Regions from separate parts of the Mus musculus genome. Here region 2 is linked to region 1. A link is a contact called in public promoter capture Hi-C data. All regions are on one chromosome and are shown on one strand. Each heading gives the region's core, a stretch centred on a gene start, on an enhancer-like site or on the middle of the called end of the contact. The rest is flanking DNA. Distances are from core to core; before and after follow the strand shown.

Evidence for each region. Promoter capture Hi-C pulls out the DNA fragments that hold promoters and counts their contacts.
Region 2: a promoter capture Hi-C map of pre-B cells shows a contact between it and region 1, with 2.2 times the contacts expected there. The contact joins the enhancer-like site here to the promoter of Mtx3 in region 1. A contact is called at or near these places in 5 of 39 promoter capture datasets (the C10 cell line, hippocampal neurons, liver and 2 more), 3 of 484 Hi-C or Micro-C datasets (astrocytes, brain and forebrain) and 1 of 115 datasets of contacts at active chromatin or transcription factors (microglia).

The regions. Positions count from the first base shown.
Region 1 is chr13:92,841,410-92,848,558 of GRCm38.p6, forward strand. Mtx3 (metaxin 3) reads left to right here and starts at 3,359. Exons shown (of 9, transcript NM_001162945.2): 1 at 3,359-3,458; 2 at 3,797-3,866; 3 at 4,212-4,288; 4 at 5,452-5,544; 5 at 6,129-6,311; 6 at 6,408-6,484. The coding sequence starts at 3,378.
Region 2 is chr13:92,960,349-92,967,099 of GRCm38.p6, forward strand. No RefSeq gene overlaps it. Among named protein-coding and RNA genes, the nearest start is that of Gm41019, 42 kb to the right of the region's middle. Within about 2 kb of position 4,168, at least 41 of the 459 cell types and tissues checked have an H3K27ac peak or open chromatin away from gene starts, as enhancers often do. A contact at or near this core is called in pre-B cells, where this site is marked.

The DNA of each region.
Region 1 (7,149 bases), core at 2,109-4,608:
GCTAGACACATAGAAGATGATCAACTGATTTGCTCAATGGCTTAATGTTAAACATTACTTAAAGAAGTAGTAATATGTGCATTGTGCCACAAAGGGGACTTTTTTTTTCCTTAATGAAGTCTCTTCAAACAAATGAATGAAAAGAAGACTTCTAAACAGATTTCTCATAAGAATGCTATTGGCATAGGAATGGTATTGGTTAAAAAGGAGTCTCAGCTTTAAAGCAGATTGCCTAAGTTCAAATTCTTGTTCTCCCACCTAGCTGGAGGTTTGGGAAGTTAACTAACATCTTTACATGTTAATATCTCTCCATGAAAACTGGAGGAGATAACATGAGATCAAATGAGTTGTGTCACATACTAAAAACAATTCTGGTGTTTATTGTTTCACAAATGTCAGTTATTACTAAATGTTCATTGCACATATAATGATGATGCCTCAGAGTTAAATGAACCTTCACTTTATAATTGAAAAAAATCAAGGAATCAAAGTAAATCACTGGCTCACAAATACACAGCAAACTTAGAAACTAAAAACAAACAAACAAACAAACAAACAACAAAACCAGTTCTCGTGACCTACTTTCAATGGGAGTTTTCTCCTTAAGGATTTCTAAATCTGCACGTGAACTAAGGGACATTCAAGGCTCTTCAGTTTAACTCCCCCATAAAGGACCACACTGCATGATCATTTATCACAAACATCCCATCATTGCCAGGAACTACATTTCATAGATTCCTAGTCACAGGAATGCAGCATGAGGGGACTGTAAAAGAACTTGTATCATGGCCCCAAGTAAAACTATGAAACACATGAGTGACAGGACTGGATGCCAAGGTCAGGTCCTCTAAGTTCAGACGAAGCCACTGAATGAGCATCTTTTGAAAAACAAAAATGTTCAAGGAAAAACGTGGTCTGGAAGAGTCATTATAAAGCTGTGCTCTAGGCCATCCTGCCCATACACAAATGCTTTGCAGACAGCGAGAATGCTTTGCCTGGGAAGAATCCGAAATGATGATTTTGATGAACTCGGAACAACGTCTTTAACAGCCAGGAAGGATATAGGAGCCAAGTACCCATACCAATGGTTTCAGCTTTCTTCCCCATTGTCTGGAACAGTATTCAGCCTGGTTGTGCAACAAGGTACACCAGTATTTTAAAATTCAAGCTAGCAGATACAGAATCTCAAAAGGAATTACAGCAACACAAAGATTGCTATTAACTAGGCACACATAAACCTGTAAGAAGGAATTTTCTTATCAGATTGGGAGAAATGGTGTTCTTTGCCTTAACTTAATAAGAGAATGGATTTAAATTTCTCTCTAATGCAAATAAAATCAGTGTAAGTGGCAGGAGCAATGGAGAGAAGGTCACACTAAGTAATCACCTATGTGTCCACAAAGAATGATCACCCACCACCTCAGTGGCCAACAAGACACAGAGAACCCACATCCTCACTGCAGCATTTGATTTAAAATGTCTTATTGTAGGATACAGACTCTCAGCTTTATTTTTATTGCTTAGAATTTTATTTCTCAAAGCATGAACTTTCCTTTACACTGAGTCAGAAAGTTAAGTTACCTTCTTAATATGAAGGGGGCCCAGCCATCCCCCAAAAATCCTACAGTGATGCATGGTTCCTCCTCTGTGTTGTTAATATTTTATAAATCTCTACATTTACTTGTGACAATGGCTTTTTATAGTTTTGGTTGTAACCTAGCCTTTAACAGCCGAGCCATCTCTTTAGTGGAACAATGGCTTTTTATATTTACCTATGTGTAATGTCTGGTTTGTAGACTATACATTCCTAAGGAGACACTCCACATCCATCTATGTATTCTTCCAGAGCCTCCTAGTACCTCAGATGTACTCTCTGCTCAATAAATGTGTTGTTTAGTTTCAACTATACATTTGCTAAGCATTTCCTACTTAAAAAGTGTGACTAATGGACTTTTAGGATTGGAATGTCTTTTCTTTCCATTTTTGAGATATACTATTTTTGAGGCAAAATATTTAAAAAAGACTTTAGGAAATCAGAACTGTAATTTTGGAGAGTTGCCCCCTTACTGTGCAGAAAAATGCCTAGAAAATGTTGCTGAATATTATTGTTACGGCAATAGGTTTCAATTGAAGGGGACCCTAGCATCTTCTTGTGATAGAGGAAAATAGAAAACCCAAAGATGTATCAAAAGGGCTGTTCCAGAAAGACTATTGTTCTGTCTATAAAAATCACACAGCTCCCAGGTCCTGATTCTGAGATCCAAACAGTATGCCCAAATCTCCACATTGCCAAGTTTTTTCTTTAATGGTTTTTCTGAGAAATTAATATTTAGTGCATGCCCATTAGGTCCAAAGACAAGACTGGCTGAATGACTTACAATGCTTAGTCTAAAATAAAAGTGCAGAGCCCTTTGCACCAAGATTATGACCTCAAGAGAGTGATAGCAGAACATGACGTGAATGAAGAGCCTTTCTAAACACAAGACCTTCTGTGTCTTCACTGGCCCCACACCTAGGAAGCCACAAAGAGCTTCTGTAGAGTGGATGGCAAAAGGCCTGTGAATATGGACAGAAGCAAAATTCAAAATTCAAGTGCATACAGGGAGCCTCAGGAAGCTGGAAGAAATTCATGATTTTGAAAAAGCTAAGTTTAACTCAAAAAAAAAAAATCTTTTTATGTGTGTGCTTTGCCTGCACGTATGCACCACGTGAAGGGCTAGTGCCGGTACAGGCCAGAAGAGGGACTCAGGTCTCAAAGAACTGGAGTAAAATGACTGTGAACACAGCGTAGGTTGGGGGAACCAAGACAAGTCTTCAAAAACTGCTCTTAACTGAGCAACCTCTCCAGCCACACTAAACTTAGTTTGGGGAGAGCCACTAGAGAGGAAAGCCATTCTGAATTAAAGGAGTGTGCACGTTGGAGTCCCCTGTTAAAAACTTAGGAACAGGGTTAATTTTGAATGAGGTTGAATCACATTAACATAAGAATGCCAACTGAAATTGAGACTGGAAAGGCAGGCAGGCAAAGGACCATCACAATGACTGAACATCGCAAACTTGTACCGACGACCTCCATGTCAGTTTAAACTACTTTTGTACAGATTTATATATACCATAGTGATGCTTTCAAGTTTTGTTGTACATTAATACTGAATGCAATAAATACTTGGAGGACTCTTAGGAGGTCTGTTTCCCTTCCGGCACAGCTCCTAGTCTGGTTGCTAAACCTTCTCTCAAAGGCCTGCTGCTGTCCTTTCTGACTCTGTCCAAAGCCCCAAGGAGTCAGTCCCAGCTCCTCGTCCCGCCCCCCTCCATTCCACGTGCTGGAGAGTGGGCGGTACGAGTACTTCCGGGTGACAGAGGTCAGCCCCGGCAAGATGGCGGCCCCCATGGAGCTCAGCTGCTGGGGAGGAGGCTGGGGTCTCCCTTCGGTCCACAGCGAGTCCTTGGTGGTGCTGGTGAGGCCGCCTCGCGGGCCAGGGCGCGGGAGGACTGGGCTGGCTAGCCGCGGGCTCCGCTGGAGACCGGCGGGCCGCTTGCAAGCGTCAGGTCCCGGCGGCCCGGCGGCGCTGTTCCTGCAGTTGGAGAAGCACACACGCGGCCCCGCAACCTCAGGCCCTGCCTCCTGCATCCGAGGTCCCCAGGAGCGGGGAGCCTGCGCGTCCCCGATGGCGGACGGGGGAGGGGCGTGGGCAGCCTCAGGCTGCCTTTGAGGGTGCATCAGTCAGAGCCGTGCTGCAGACCTTGCAAGCCTGCTCTCAGTGTCTAAAATCTCTTATTGCAAACTCTGTTTCAGGCTTATGCCAAGTTTTCTGGCGCGCCCTTGAAAATCAATATTATAGATAACACCTGGAGAGGGTCAAGAGGTACAGTATAAGCTTTCAAACGCCCCCCTCTCTGCCCTTTTCAACAGTTGCATCCCTTTCTGCATTACAGCCATATAGCCCAAGAGTACTTGGGGCGTCTTAGCTTCTTAGAATGACCTTGGCTGTGTGTTGGTTGTGTTTGGTCATTTCGAGTAAGAACTAAAGGTACAAGACAAACCTGGAAAATTGGAGAGACGAAAATGTTTTTTAGTGCTGCCCTTTGTAAAGCCCACAGAAGTTTATACCCATACTCTTCCATGTGCCAACTGGTGTAGTTTTTAAGGCATTGTAATCTTCAGAATAAATCACGGTGTTTGCTTGTGTGTAAATTGTTTTTGATTATAGGTGATGTACCAATTTTGACAACTGAAGACAGCATTGTTTCTAAGCCTGCAAAAATTCTAAACTTTCTAAGAAAACAGGTGGGTAGCTCCTTTAGAAGAAGTAGGTAGTTTTCTGCATGTTACTCATTATTATTATTATTATTATTATTATTATTGTTATTTCAGACTGGGTTACATGCTAATCTATGCTGCCACTGTGCAGCACAGACTGGCTTTAAATGCTAGAATTGTGGGTGTGACAATTACACCTGGCATCCTGTATGACTTATTTTTAGTTCACTATAAGGTGATTTTAATTTTTGGGGCAACTGGGAATGCCTGGATCTTGACAATAGAGAAACAAAGACTTGCTTACTGGTGCTGAAAGGCATGCATTTTATTTTACTGTGATCTGGAAGTTTAATGAAGTATATGTAATGTATTTATTGTGAATTTCTTGAAAAGGATATAAGATTCAATTTAGTTATTCAGACTTATTCTTGTTGATAATGTTATCACTTTAGTCCTGTTGTTACTATACATTTCATGCTAAGTGTGACACCCGAGTTCCCATCATATGGCAACTATTTTATTTGATCACTTTTGTTGTTATTGTTTGGTTTGGTTTGGTTTTATGCTGAGATTTGAATACGGGACCTTGTAGTCACTGGTAGGCAAGCGTTCTACCACTGAGTTGAATACTGAGTTTTGTATTTCTACTTTAAAAAAGCACTTATCTGATAGTTACACGCCTTATGAAAGCACGTATCTAAAGTGTGTGAAGTGTAAATATTTATGTAGTAAGTCATGATATTTAAACATAAAATGATTCCTATAAACATGACGGGTATACGTGATTTGTCAGTACTTTAAGAAAAAAATCTTGTACCATTAAAATTTGAACCGTTTCTAAATTGAGAAGTTTCCTTTTTTTATGGAAAAAAAAACATTTTAATGAACTGTATGTTTTTTTCCTTCCTTATGAAAAACAATTGCTTTTATTCATTAACTTGTACCACGTGCCATACTTTGAACAAAGGTCATTGATAAGCATGAAAGCAATAGAATGTAGTTGACAAGCTGTAAGCAACATTGGGGTTTTTTTGTGTATGGTGCATTAAGAAAGTTTTCATTGGTTAGTATTCCTCCCTCTTAATGTTAGGTTTGACATTTGTGAGGGAGAATAGGAGTTCTAACTTGTTTATCTCCCTTGTCCTAGGAATGTCCTTTGACCTCTGAGAGACTGTTTTTCTCTTTGATAGAAATATAATGCTGACTGTGAGCTCTCAGCAAAACAAGGGGCAGACACACTGGCTTACATCGCTCTCCTGGAAGAGAAACTTCTCCCTGCTGTGGTGAGCATCTCTGAGTATGACAGACAGTATTTCAGTGACTTAGTTGAAAATGTTGTAGTCTGTTTAGAAAGAACAAAAAGGGTTGTTGGGGGCGGGGGGCGTCTTAAAGGGGAGATTTCTTGTATTAGCCTTGATCTTTTATATTATGACAAAGCTGAATTCTCCTAGACATTTACCTTCCCATTGAAGTGGGTAGTCCGCTTTGTTTGTTTGCTTGTTTGGCTAATGAAACATTCTACCACTGAGTTACAGTCCAGTACAATAATATTGTTTTGGAAATGAACACTATTGATGGAAGATGAGACTTTGTTCCATGTATAGAATTGGCTATATTGTAGTTCGTTCATCCTGAGACTGTTTGCTGAGCACTGACTACGTGCTAGGCCGTATCCTGGGTCCTGAGATATAGCAGTGAACACAATTCATAATGGTTAAAATAATCTCATTTTTACCTTGAGTCATTTGATCTGGAAAATTTAAATGAAGTTACTTTATTCAAAGACAATTATGAAAATACCGTCACATTGACTGGGTGGGGTTTGTCTTGGCGGAGCTTCCCTATAATGCTTTATCTTCTTTGGCAGCTTCACACCTTCTGGGTGGAGAATGAGAACTACTTCACCGTGACAAAGCCGTGGTTTGCCTCTCGTATCCCTTTCCCTCTGAGTTTAATCCTGCCGGGAAGGATGTCTAGAGGAGCCCTGAATAGGATTCTCTTGACAAGGGGAGAACCTCCCCTCTACCATGTCCAAGAAGTGGAAGCACAGGTACAGCCTGGATTCTCCCAGCCGGCGCTCTGTTGGAAAGGGAGAGGTGGCCTTACCTAGAATTTCTACCTGCAAAGCACTTTTCATCCTTTTTAGATATATAGAGATGCCAGGGAGTGCCTAAATCTCCTATCAAACCGATTGGGAACATCTCAGTTTTTCTTTGGTGACACGTGAGTAAATTCTCTTAAAAGTCATATAGCCATAAGACACTGTTTTGATATTTCTACCAGTGTATTTATAAAAATGACTTTCAGCTTTCTTTGTGCTATTAATTATGAAAACGTCATGAAACTGCTGCCACACTGAAAACCCTACGTGGAGTAACCCAAGTCAGTGTTCCTGGGCCATAGCCACTCATATTTAAGTCAAACATAAGCCATCTCTTATCCCTTAACAACAACAAAAAGTTGGGTCAGTGATTCTGCTGCAGAAGATAAGAGCCCTTCTGGCCGAGGCTCTATCTCAGCAGCCACAGGGCCCCTCCTCCTACAGGGTATCCAAAGCACATGACTGTTGCCCATTGTACTGATCATGAAGCCCCTGGATACACACGTGCCACCATACCCTTCCTGACGAACACCCTGGAGGAAGTCACCAGCTGTTTCTCAGAGACAGGGCTGGTGGTGGGTGGTTCTGGATTTGTGTTGATTCTTATTGTATAAATATACTCTGTCATTTGTATCATGGGGAAAAAAATGTAGTTTTGATACATGCTGTTGTATTCAGTGATATGTAAGTTAAAGCCAGTTCTTCCATTGCCCCCAAAAGATCAGTTTTCCACTTCAAAGGGGGTTCTGGGGCTTAGCTGAGTGACAGCGTTCTCAAATAGCTTACA
Region 2 (6,751 bases), core at 2,918-5,417, 120 kb after region 1:
ACTCTGCCTCAGTTCTACCATCTAAGTGGTGAGTGGTGCTTGTTGGTGTAATGCAGTTTTTTCACTCTGGCCAGTGATTGTGTTTGTTGTCTTGAGTTGTCCAGGAACTAAAATAGAAAGAATAGAAGGTAGGAAATACTCATCAACTGTGCTCCACTCAGCACTCTCCTGCCTTCTGTTACAGCACAGCATCCTCTCTGCTTCTAACCCTGTACTACCATATCTGCCATATGTGCCATACATATTGCCCTTCCTCTGGACCACTCCTTTCTCTTTCTCGTTCTGTAGTCTCTTTCTGGGAAATTCCATTCAGTGAGTGTGCAAGGTTTTCAAAACTTTCATCTCCAGCCAGACCTGTTTCCCCAGTCACATTCTCATCTATGGAATCTCTGTCTGGATATGTCTTAGATATCCCAGAGTGAACATATCGTAAACCAGACAGATCAGTTCCCCTTCCCAAAGGCATCTATCTCTCTAGACTTCTGATTTCCCTATGGTGATGGCAAATGGTTAGATATAATCAATCTAATGTCCTCTGAGAGAAACCTGGGAATCATCCCTAACTCTTCTTGCCCCCTCACTAACCACATCTAATCAGTTGTATCATGAGAATTATATGCATCAGTCTCCTCTCCCCACCAGACCTGCCGAAGGGGCATCAGAGCTGAGCTTCCCTCATACGTTCTCAGAAAACCTTGCTAGAAGCATAGCTCAGACCTCCGAAGTCCCAGTGACTTCACACCCCCTTAAGATGGAATTCGGAGCCATGAATATGACTTTCAAGGATAACATCCAACTTTGTGTTTCTCTGGACTATATTGTTTAAACACTGGAATTCTTCCATACTTTGAAACTACCTTCCTTCCCCCTATCAACTAAAGAGTTAATACTGAATCTGTTCTGATTGGTCGATGTTTGTGCAGTCAGATCCTTTAAAGGATGGATGGCTGTACATTGCCATTGTTTCCACCATGAGAGAATTATCTCATGTCTGTGCCCTGTGTCTTGGAACTCTGCTCCTCCCCACCCCTGGAGTTTACTACTTAGGGATTATTGTAGTGTTCTTCATTGATCAGACCAACTCGGAAACTCCAGCCATATACCCAATGAGGTCTCCTAAGTACAGTGCTCTCAAATCTCATGGTAAGGGGTAAGTGTATCCTTGAGAGAGATGATGATACTTAAGGTTGTGATCAACTACTATAGGACAGGGCTCTCTCAATGTTTGCCTTGCCTGGCCACATGTGAACAGTGGTGTTCTGATGGACTGGTTCCTAGAGTATGCAGCAGTGAGACAGGAGATGGACATGCTATGCTTTGTGCAGGAACTAGTCAGGGATTCTCCAGGAGCAATCTGCACCCATAGGGGCGGCTGGGAGGCCAGTGTAAAAGTGATCTCTATTAAATTCTTCAGTTATTGCAAGGCTTGGCCAAAACATACCTGATGCTCACTCACTTGGCTTGGGCATTCACAATATTAATTCAATTCCTGAAAGTGAGAGCTAATGGGTAGGAAGTGCCAGCTAGTAATGTATGTGAATTCAGTTGAGGACTATAGATATAAAAATCTCCATCTTCTAAATGAGAAAACTGGGAGTGCATAGAGGTTAAGGTAAGTGGCTGAGCCAAAATTCCAAGCTCCCAGCTCAGCACTTAACTGCCAGCTAGAAACCTTCATCCAACCAAGGCATTGCATTACCATAGCCTAATGTACAAATTTCATGATTTAGTCAATAAAGAGATATTGAATAGATAAAAATCTAAGACAGTATTATAAGGACTACAAAATTTTGCTAACTAATTTTGTTATTTCAGCCAATGCTAAGAGAATGGCATCTTGAAAAGTACTGTTGAAATCGGGTGAATTTTTTTTCTCCTGAGATGGCTTGTTATTTAATGCCTAGCAATTTAGTGGGGAAATCATTGGGACAGATTTATCAGAACTCAAGGGCATTGTTTATCTAGCAGCAGGTACATAATTGAGTAAAAATAGACAAATTTACGAAAAGTTTGTATATCCTGCAACTCTCTTAGGAAGAGACTTAATAATATCCATAATCTAGCCAATTTAGAGGGTGAGATGGCATACATTTTAAAATTTGGAGTTTATGTGTTTATGAATTCGTATTCATGCTTCAATTGTTAAATGTTCTTTTAAAATTTTGTCTCTGCCTATCTCTTAAGACTTTTCTCATCATTTTCCCATCCACTCTGTTGTAATAATTCTGGAATCTTCAGCTCTTAAAAGTCTTGGGGCCTCCAGATCCTGTTATCCTGGAGCATCCTTGTCCTGACCACCTCAATGACAGTGTTAGCTTCTGAACCACTGCCATTGGCTTATAAACAACTTCCTCCGAGAGATCTTCCTCGAGCGCTGACTGTACATTAGCACAACCTCCTGGATGTCCCAAAGCAAAACCCTCATGAGTCATTTCGATGGCCACAGTGACCTGATCTTTCCAGACTACATGCCCCAGAGTGGAGAGGTAGCCCCAGTATGTATCCTGTTGAAGGGCCCAGCAGAGGACCTTGAACACGTGGGCAGCTTCATAGCTCTCAGAGGAATGAACCAGAATCTATATGTAGTTCTTCAAATTACATTTGCTGCTAAGTTAATCAAGTATGTCTGTGTTTAAAATTGATCATTGACATGTTCCAGAAGGTCAGGTCAAATGATTGTTTAAATGGATTAAAACTGGGATTTGCATACAAGGTTCATGTCTTCCAAGATTTTGCTTTATTATTTTTTGAGACAGGGTCTTATTATCTCAGGTTGGCCTTGAACACATTATTACTCTGAAGTTGACCTTGAACCTCTAATCCTCCAGTCTCTGCTTCCTGATGGTTGAGTATTTGCTTGCTGTTTTGTTTAGTTTGGGCTTCTTGATGTTTTTGGTTTTGATTTCTGTTCTTTTCCTTTTCATATCTTTTTCTTCTTTAACATGCACATGTAGTATTTGATTTATCTCTGGTTCAACCTGTCTTAAAATTTTCAGACCTCAGCTTGCTTAGTGACCTCATAATGGTTCCAATAAACTGTGTGTCATTCACAACCTAAGGACTGGTAGGAAACCCAGCTTTCAAATGCAGTGCCCAGTGATTTCAGCCTGAAAGGTGATATGTCTGTTTTTCTAGAATCTCCTAGGCTCTGGAATGTGCACTGGCAAGACTTCTAGTCCAGACTTCTTGGGACCTGACTCACTTGCCTCTGAGACACAGTTAGAGACACTAAAATCTTAACAAGCCTCTTGGCTACGTGACTTCAGACAGCCTGATGACTGTTCTGGAGACAAGCATGTATATTAGCCTAGCTAAGCAGATGTCTGTCCAGAAGAAGAGGATTGCTCACATGATACAGGCACAAAGCTCTGGGAAGCCCCTGAAGGACACTGTTTGAGTCATAAGCAGTGAGGTGTTGGCCGATGAAGCTCAATACCTCCCTACTCATTCAACATTCCACTCAGGGACCATGGGCTAGCTCCAGGAACCAGTGACCATACCAACCAGTGAAGATGGGCACATGAATCTGATATGGTCTCTGTCCTAGAGAAGTTTGTATATTAGTTGTGTACACAAGTACATATGTACTTGTAGAGAAGTAGACATGGGATGTGCTTTGTAAAGAGGAAGCAGCAATCAGCCTTGCTCTGAGAGGAGGGTCTATTTGAACTGGGTTTGACGAGAAAGTGGCAATATACCAATGAAGGAAGGGTGGGAAACACAACAAGATACCACCATCCTGCAGAGAAAGGAGACTCTATGTTCCCAGCACCCTAAGGAATGCAATGTGGCTTTGATGACTTCTATTAGAGAGCTACGGAGAACTTTCCGGTAGGAACACGGTGACTTGTTCTTCATAATCCTAATGACCAGTACAGCTAATATCAGTGACTCCTAGGGCCCTTGTTAATTTTTACCTCAGACTCTTTGGGGGTGGTGGGTTCCATTCAAAGACTCCAGGCTGTGTAAAGATCTACTTCCTTTTAGTGGTCAAAAATACTTCCTCAAATACTCCCCTGTAGGGTCGTTTGTTCCTCTCGCTGTAACTGTAGTGCTCTGGCACGCCTACATAACCTCCAGGAACCACACAGATAAAGAATGGATCTGAAAGACACTGTGGAAATCCTGACAGAGCAGCCACACCCACCGAACAGCCCAACCCAACCTCATTTACCTTCACCAAACACCCACAGGTTCCTCATTGCTTCCTTGTTACTCCTGTTCTCTCTAATGGCCTCCCTGGGTGTCAATGTTATTCTTTTATTTGTTTTTAAAAAATAAAACCAGAAAAGCAATTTATGTGTGTGCAGTGAGAGCTCTGCTTGCCAAGTGGCAGCCAGAGCTGGGATGTTCTCCCTGGGCAGCCACGAGGGACCTGAATCTAGACTACTGGTTAGAAGGATCTAGAAGCTCACTGCCATCAGTTACAGAGAACCCAGTGTTGGTTTCCATACAAGCATGCCAGATTATTGGGCTGGTCCAGCCTGGAGTCTACCTAGGCTTCTAGTCAGGAGTTGGCCCTACCAACATGAGACAGTAGAATCTTCTTCTGCCTTCTTATTGCCACCATAAGGGTAAAAATTTATTAGGGGGAGGAAAACAAAATCTTGTAGGTAAAATAAAATAAAATAAAATAAAATAAATGATTCTACTAACAATTCCTTATTCCTGAAACACTCTGCTTTCTATCAAAAATGGTCTGGAATTTTTAAAGGAAGGGCATTGAAGGTTTGACATTTCTTCCTCCTGAGGAGGAGGGGAATGTGCTGGTCTGCCCTGAGTCCCTGCCCCTTCCTTCATCTTCATCTTTCTTTGTCAGCTAATTCTTTCAGCATCCCTGAGCGATGTCATCCAGGCCTGTAGCACACAGGAGAACAGAGCAGGCTGGCTCCAAGGGAAGGGGAACATGGGAAACGACTGGGCAGAAGCATCCTAGAACATGCAGCAATAGAAAGTGGGTCAAATGGTTGCTGAGATACCTTATTTCATAGGTGGCCACCAGAGGAGCATGTTCCCAAGGAAAAGGCTGCCTTTGCATCCTAGTCACACTCAGTGGCCAGGAGCTGCCCACAGGAAGCATGACCCTAGTACAGAGGCAGTAATGGATCATGGAGCACAATAGCTGGACCATTTGTCAATTAAGTTCCTTGTTCACAGTACTTGTCAGTACTTGGTCCCTGAAAGAGAAGTTTCAATAGACCTTCATTGAAGGAAAATGAATGAATGAATGACTAATCACTGGTACTAGTGGGACAGCTGAAATGGCATGGCAATCTCAAGTGTCAAGAAATAAACCTTTGAAATAGATCGTTCTAGAAATAAGCTTTACTTTCAAGTCTAGCTAGACTTTCAGAGTGAGCTTTTAAGACCCTCAGAGGGAAGTGTTTCAAGTCAGGGCAATGTCCCTGAGTCAGAGTGGCTAGAAGTTGACTATCATGAGAGACGTGGGCACAGAGGGAGCCTGAGGAAGCTTATGTTCTAGCTGTGGGCACATGCCACCCATGCATGCTATTGGCTATTTCTCCAAGTCTACCCAATTGTGAACTGTCTCACCATCGTCCATGGGTGACGGAAGGAGAGGGGAGGACTAGTCTAACAGTGGTAATTGTCTTACTGTGCTTTAGAAAGTACAGAGGTCCAGAGAAGACAGTTAGTGAGAGCTATCTAACGAGTAGGGAGGGGATCTAAACCATGGGATCTCATCCACATAACTTCTCGTCAAGAGTGCAGTGGACACTGGACAGCCATACTCTGAAATGACCAGTTAGTTCCAGCTAATATTCTTCACTGGGGAAAATGTAGGCAGCTTTGTAGTTTGAAGCACAGTGTCCCAACAGAATCTGTCGATCCACTCAGGATGCTTAGAACCATGGCCCTCAAGATGTCTAAAATGCCTGAGCCAAGTTGGCCAAGACCTTAGGAAACATTACATGCAGCTGAGAACAATGTGTGTTGGCAGAGCCTGTTGTGTTCTTTGTGTACAGCTCAGTTCAGTCTCAGAGAACCATTGACAAGCTGGGGCCTCTGTCTGGAGACAACAGAAGTATCAAAAACACCTAGGGACGAGTGTGTAATCCTGAATCCCTGAAGTTTCATCCAGTCACATTGGACTGAGTACCAGTATCAAAGGACCTGGGTTCAAAGCCAGACTCACCAAGTCAGTTCATGCATGTCCTTGAGCTGTTGGCTGAGCTATAAGCTTTTCATCTGTAACATGATCTTGGGAAGCTTTCTCCCTACCTGTTATGAAGATTTCAGGTATCACGTTCCAAAGAGCCCAGTATCAGGTACACGGGTATTCAGCTGATAACATCTATTATTACAATTACTACTGTTAAAGTAGCATTGTTATTGTTAGCAGACAATGTAAATTAGACTTGACTTTGACATTTACTGTTTTGTGTTAGCCAGATTATTTAGCCCCTCTGGACCTCATTTTTCTTATACTGAAATTGGAGAAAATATTACTTAATCTGGCATGGTATTACACGAATCAGAGGTAATCTCAGAAAGCGCCTAATGATGAGCCTGGATCAAAGTGGTCCTCAGTAAAGGCCATCTATGATTAAAGCAAGCAAGAACAATTATTGATGTTGGTTCCTATAAATCAATTTTGTCTAAGCATCACAAGCCCTTTGAATTATTCTTTGGGGGATAAAGTCTCTTTGAAATCTGGTTGCTTTATTCCTGAGGACCCTGTGGGTTGTGGAGGCTGAGGCTGGCTGGAGCCTCCTTCACACTCCCCTTCCTT